Regions from separate parts of the Anser cygnoides genome. Here region 1 is linked to region 2. Evidence: chromatin contacts called from public Hi-C data. All regions are on one chromosome and are shown on one strand. The core of a region is the stretch at or near the end of the contact, and the rest is flanking DNA. Distances in the headings are between cores, read along the strand shown.

The links. A called contact is a pair of places that touch in the nucleus more often than the background predicts.
Region 1: a Hi-C map of liver shows a contact between it and region 2, with 11 times the contacts expected there. The contact joins the promoter of MCL1 here to the promoter of TXNIP in region 2. A contact is called at or near these places in 2 of 7 Hi-C or Micro-C datasets (both in liver).

Annotation. Positions count from the first base shown.
Region 1 is chr33:1,375,358-1,378,315 of Taihu_goose_T2T_genome, forward strand. MCL1 (MCL1 apoptosis regulator, BCL2 family member) reads right to left here and starts at 1,294. Exons shown (of 4, transcript XM_048054279.2): 1 at 1,212-1,294; 2 at 744-1,210. The coding sequence starts at 1,279.
Region 2 is chr33:1,053,974-1,056,873 of Taihu_goose_T2T_genome, forward strand. TXNIP (thioredoxin interacting protein) reads right to left here and starts at 1,304. Exons shown (of 8, transcript XM_013201232.3): 1 at 824-1,304. The coding sequence starts at 1,073.

The sequences.
Region 1 (2,958 bases), core at 44-2,543, 320 kb after region 2:
AAAAGACTCGTTCTCACCGCTCCCCCCCTCCCCCCAACAACTCGCCTCCAAATTCCGAGAAACCAGCCCAAAATTTCTCCCACTTCTCGCCGCTCCCCGAAAACTCGCGGCCGAGTTCCGGGAAGCCTCTCCGAAATTTCCAGCTCTCCCCCAGAAACTCGCTCCCGAATTCCAGGAAAACCACCCCAAAAAATCGCTCCCCCCGAGGACAGGGGGGTGACCGAAAACCGGCCCCGGCCCCGCCGCCACCTGCTCGCCCGGGGCCACCGGGGCCGGGCGGTTTTGGGGCTATTTCGGGGGGGGGGGGGGGGGGGGGGGATTTTTGGGGGTGGATCCCGGTAAAACCACCGGGCTCGGGGCCAAGAGCCCGGGCGGGCCCCGTTTAATCGGTAACCGGGTTATCAGCACGGCGCAGCCACGGCGAGGGGTTTTTTTTTTTGTTGTTGTTCCCCCCCCCCCTTCGGGCAAAGTTCGGGTTCGGTTTTGGCCACCAGCTGCCGCTTTTAACCCGCTCGGCTCCGGTGGGACGAGCTCCCAGCCCCCGGTAGAGCCCCGGTGGGCCCCGGTAACCCCCCGTTAAGGCCCAGTAAGCCCCCGTTAAGGCCCATTAAGGCCCGGTAACCCCCCGTTAAGGCCCCGGTAAGGCCCGGTAACCCCCCGTTAAGGCCCGGTAACCCCCCGTTAAGGCCCCGTTAAGGCCCGGTAACCCCCCGTTAAGGCCCCGTTAAGGCCCGGTAACTCACCTTGGAAGGCCAGCTCGTGTTTCTCCAGGACTCCGTCCCCGACCCTCCGCAGCGTTTCCAGCGCTTTCTCCATCACGCCGTCCCCCGCCCCCCCGGGCCTCCCCAAAAGACCCGGCAAAAACTTTTTCGAGCCCGTTTCCGTTTCCCCCGCCGCCTCCCGGAGGTACCGGAGGATGAGCTCTAACGAGTCCTGCCTCAGCTCGTCGGCGGGCAGCTCCGGGGGGGTCCCGGGCATCGAGTCCCCCCCGGGTCCCCTCTCGGTTTCGGGTTCGCAACCGTCCAGCTCCTCCTCGGGGCTCCACAACGGCGGCGAGCGGGGGGCGGCGGGACCGAAGAGCGAGCGGGGGGAGGCCCCGGGGCCGAAAAGGAGCGAGCAGGGGGCACCGGGCACCGGCGCCGGGGCGGCGGGGCCGGGGGGGGAAGGGGACGGCGGGGCCGGGTCCCCCCCCCCGGGCGAGGCCGGGCCGCCGGGCCCCCCCCCCCCCGCCGCAGTAGAGGTTGAAGCCGACGAGGGCGTTGCGCTGCAGGGCGAACATGGCGGCGGCGGCGGAGCCCCGGGGCGGCTTCGGGAGCGGGGCCGGGCGGGCGGGCGGCCCTTTATATGGGCGCCGTGACGCCACCGGGAGGGGGGGGGGCGGGGCGGGGCACGGGGCGAGCCGGTTCCGCTTCCGCTTCCGGCTCCGCCTCCCCCCCCCCCGGGGCCTGATCCCGACCCCCCCCCCCCCCTCAGTTCCCGGCGTTTATCCCGGGATCGGGCCCCCGCTCCCCGCCACGGCCTCAGCACCGGGAGCCGGGCACCGGGGGAGGGGGGGGAGGAGGGCACCGGGTGCCGCCTTCCCGCCTTCCCCCCCCGCCCCGGGAGGTTTGGGCGACCCCAAATCCGCCCCGGGTTGTAGGGAAAGGGACGGGGAAGGAGCCGCGGGGGTGCTGGCGCCGCCGGGCCCGGGCAGGAAAACGCCGCGGCCGTGCCCGTGTCCCCGGTGTCGCCACGGCCCCAATGTCCCACGTCCCCCTGCCCCCATCCGTGGTATCTCCGCATCCCCGGTGCCCCCCCCAATCCCCAGTGCCCCCACCCCCAGTGCCCGCACACCCCTGGTGTCCCCACACCCCTCATGTCGCCGTCCCCGGTGCCCCCATGTCCCCATTAACCCCATTCCCGGTGCCCCCACATCCCCAGTGCCCCCATCCCCAGTGCCTGCACGTCTCTGGTGTCCCCACACCCCTGATGTCCCCATCCCCGGTGCCCCCTTGTCCCCATTACCCCCATCCCCAGTGCCCAACGTTCCTGTTATCCCCCATCCCTGTTATCCCCACTCCCCTCATGTCCCCATCCCCAGTGCCCCCAGATCCCCATTATCCCCCATCCCCAGTACCCACACGTCCCTGGTGTCCCCAAACCCCTGATGTCCTCGTTACCCCCATCCCCGTTATCCCCACTCCCCTCATGTCCCCGTCCCCGGTGCCCCCATGTCCCCATTAACCCCATTCCCGGTGCCCCCACATCCCCAGTGCCCCCATCCCCGGTGCCTGCATGTCCCTGGTGTCCCCACACCCCTGATGTCCCCATCCTCGGTGCCCCCTCACCCCTGTTACCCCCATCCCTGGTGTCCCCCATCCCCATTACCCCCATCCCCAGTGCCCCACGTCCCCATTATCCCCCATTCCTGGTGCCCCCCCATCCCCAGTGCCCCCATCCCCAGTACCCGCATGCCCCTGGTGTCCCCACACCCCTGATGTCCCCATCCCCAGTGCCCCCATGTCCCCATTACCCCCATCCCTGTTATCCCCACTTCCCTCATCCCCATTACCCCCATCCCTGGTACCCCCACATCCCCAGAGCCCCCATCCCCAATACCCGCACGTCCCCGGTGTCCCCACACCCCTGATGTCCCCATCCCCGGTGCCCCACGTCCCCATTACCCCCATGCCCAGTGCCCAATGTTCCCGTTACCCCCCATCCCCGGTGCCCCCCCATCCCCGGTGTCCCCATCCCGGGGCAATCCCAGGCAACTGAGGGGCTTTGGGGCTCAACCCCCCACCCCCCCTCCGGCCTCATCAGGATTTTGTGCCTAAACAGGGGCAGGACGTTGGAAATGGGGGCCAAAATTCCCCCCCACCCCCCCGCGTCCCCCTTTGGGAGGTGGGGGGGACGTTGCCCCGCGGGAGGGGCCGTGCCCCGCTGCCACCCCGTCCAAAGGGCACGGGGAGGACGCCG
Region 2 (2,900 bases), core at 54-2,553:
TCTTAAGCATTATCCCCTTCGTGCTTACCCAGGCAGCGATCAAGTCAGAGGCTGCATGAGCTAGAGCAGCATTAGCTGTTTGCTAAGAGCCTCCCACACCTGTCCCCAAACAACCACAGAACTTCATGTCCTCATGAAGCGAGCAGCACTTTCACTTCCTCTTTCAACATCCGCAGCTGAGGCCACAAACACAATCTTGCCTCAGTTCAGCCTGCGTTACCCCTCCCCACTGCCTCCCCCTTGGACTTTGCAGGAGTATCCAACACCACCTTCCTCGCTGTTTATCTCTGAGATTTCACATCACCCCAGGTATCTCCCGGGAACTCTGCCAACTCCCTCTCCGCCTACCCTGCAGCCAGCCCAACAGGGAGGCTGAAGGCAGGCAGGGAAGTTCTCCGTGCCCTGGAAACTCCTCGCCTCTGGCACCATCTGTGCGGGCCCCTCCCTGCCTACCTGTTGCAGGCACCAGGCTCAGCTCCTGCTGCCCTGCAACACCCAGCCCAAACCGATCTCATTCTGCCTGCTCCCAGCCACTTCAACACCCAGGTCCCTTGGTCGCAGCACGGCTGCTTTTGTTCCGGGCTCCTCACAGGGCACAGAAACCCTCACCTTTCCCTTTGCCCAGCTGTGAGGCCTCTATCCATTTCCTCATTTCTCCCGAGTTCCAGCCACCACCCGGTTCCACTTTCAGCGCTGAGCCCTCCCACCCCAAAACTCCCCCAAAACTCCCCACCAAGACACCCCACACCCAAGGGGGCACAGCCAGGACACCCCAAGGAGAGACCCACCTCCACACCCCCTTCTCCCAGCCCCAAGCCCTCACCTGTGGGCTGTTCCTCCAGGGTCAGGACGTCCTCGAAGCGCAGGTACTCCATCTCCTGCTTGCACTGCTGGGGGCCCTTGGCCCAGTTGACTTTGGCCACCCCGCAGGCCAGCACCTTGACGGCGCTGACGCGAGTCACCTCGGCCACCTCCACCAGCACGCGGCCGGCCACCTTCTCCCCGCTACAATAAACCTTCTCGGGCTCGCTGAAGGCCACGAGGAAGGTCTTAACTTTCTTGAACATCACCATGGCTGAGGTGAGTGCGTGAGGATTCTCCCGAGGAAGCAGCGAGCGGCGACGCGGGGCAGAGATAGGTTTTTCTTCCTCGCAAGGAGGAAAAAAGGCTATAAACCACCCCAAAAAAGGCTGGTTTCAGTCAAAAAAGAAAAAAAAAGTAGGAGGTTTAACCCCTTTCTGCCCGCCGCAGAGCCGCTGCGTAGCTCCTCCGCCTCCTGCTGCCCTCAGCGCTCTGGCCGCGGCGCCGCCGCCCGCCCCCTTTTATAGCCTCCGCCCGCCCGCGCTCCCCCCTCCCGCGCCTGTTGATGCCAGGCGCTCCACGCCGAAGGCGCGTGGCCAGGCCGTGCTGCTCGCGTGATCAGCGCGCCCATTGGCCGCCGCCGCCTTGTTTACAAGCCGGCTGGCCAATCAGCGCGCCGCCTGCGGAGCGTGGACAGCGTGTGAAGGAGAGGCGAGCGTGTGCTCGGCTGGGGAAGGCGGGGGCGGGGGCGGGGAGGGAGGCGGAGTGACAGCGCGGCGGGCCAATGGGAAGTGAGGACGGGCGGCGGTGGAGGCCAATGGGGAGCGGGGAACGGGATGTTCTGTTCCCAGCTGTGAGGGCCGGGGGCGAGACCCCCGCCTGGGGCTGGGCCCTGAGGGGGGGGGGGGGGGGGGGCTTGGGGCGACCCCCGCCCGCTGGGGGCTTCCACAGCCCCCCCCCCAAGTCCCCCTCAGTCACCTCCTGTGTTCCCTCAGCCCCCCAGTGATGTCCCCCCCCGCACCTAAAAACGTCTATTTTGTGGTAAAAAAAGGACGGAATTGGGGTCTGGGGGGCATCTCTCAGCCTCCCTCCGTCCTTTCTGGGGACCGTGAGGGGGCTCCCCTCATCCACCGCCATCTGCAGCCTGCAACAGGGTCCTGTGCCCCCTCCAAAGGGTCCTGTGCCCCCCAGTAGGGTCCTGTGCCCCCTCAGTAGGGTCCTGTGCCCCCCCAGTAGGGTCCCGTGCCCCCCCAGTAGGGCCCCGTGCCCCCCCAGTAGGGTCCTGTGCCCCCCCAGTAGGATCCCGTGCCCCTCAGTAGGGTCCTGTGCCCCTCCAACAGGGTCCTGTGCCCCCACCAAAGGGTCCTGTGCCCCCCCAGTAGGGTCCTGTGCCCCCACCAAAGGGTCCTGTGCCCCCCCAGTAGGGTCCTGTGCCCCCACCAAAGGGTCCTGTGCCCCCACCAAAGGGTCCTGTGCCCCCACCAAAGGGTCCTGTGCCCCTCCAGTAGGGTCCTGTGCCCCCCCAGTAGGGTCCTGTGCCCCTCCAAAGGGTCCTGTGCCCCCACCAAAGGGTCCTGTGCCCCTCCAAAGGGTCCTGTGCCCCCCCAGTAGGGTCCTGTGCCCCTCCAAAGGGTCCTGTTCCCCTCCAGTAGGGTCCTGTGCCCCCCCAGTAGGGTCCTGTGCCCCTCCAAAGGGTCCTGTGCCCCTCCAACAGGGTCCTGTGCCCCCCAGTAGGGTCCTGTTCCCCTCCAAAGGGTCCTGTTCCCCTCCAGTAGGGTCCTGTGCCCCCCCAGTAGGGTTCCGTGCCCCCCCAGTAGGGTTCCGTGCCCCCCCAGTAGGGTCCTGTGCCCCTCCAACAGGGTCCCGTGCCCCTCCAAAGGGTCCTGTTCCCCTCCAGTAGGGTCCTGTGCCCCCCCAGTAGGGTCCTGTGCCCCTCCAAAGGGTCCTGTGCCCCCCCAGTAGGGTCCTGTGCCCCCCCAGTAGGGTCCCGTGCCCCCCCAGTAGGGTCCTGTGCCCCTCCAAAGGGTCCTGTTCCCCCCCAGTAGAGTCCTGTTCCCCTCCAGTAGGGTCCCATGCCCCCCCAGTAGGGTCCCGTGCCC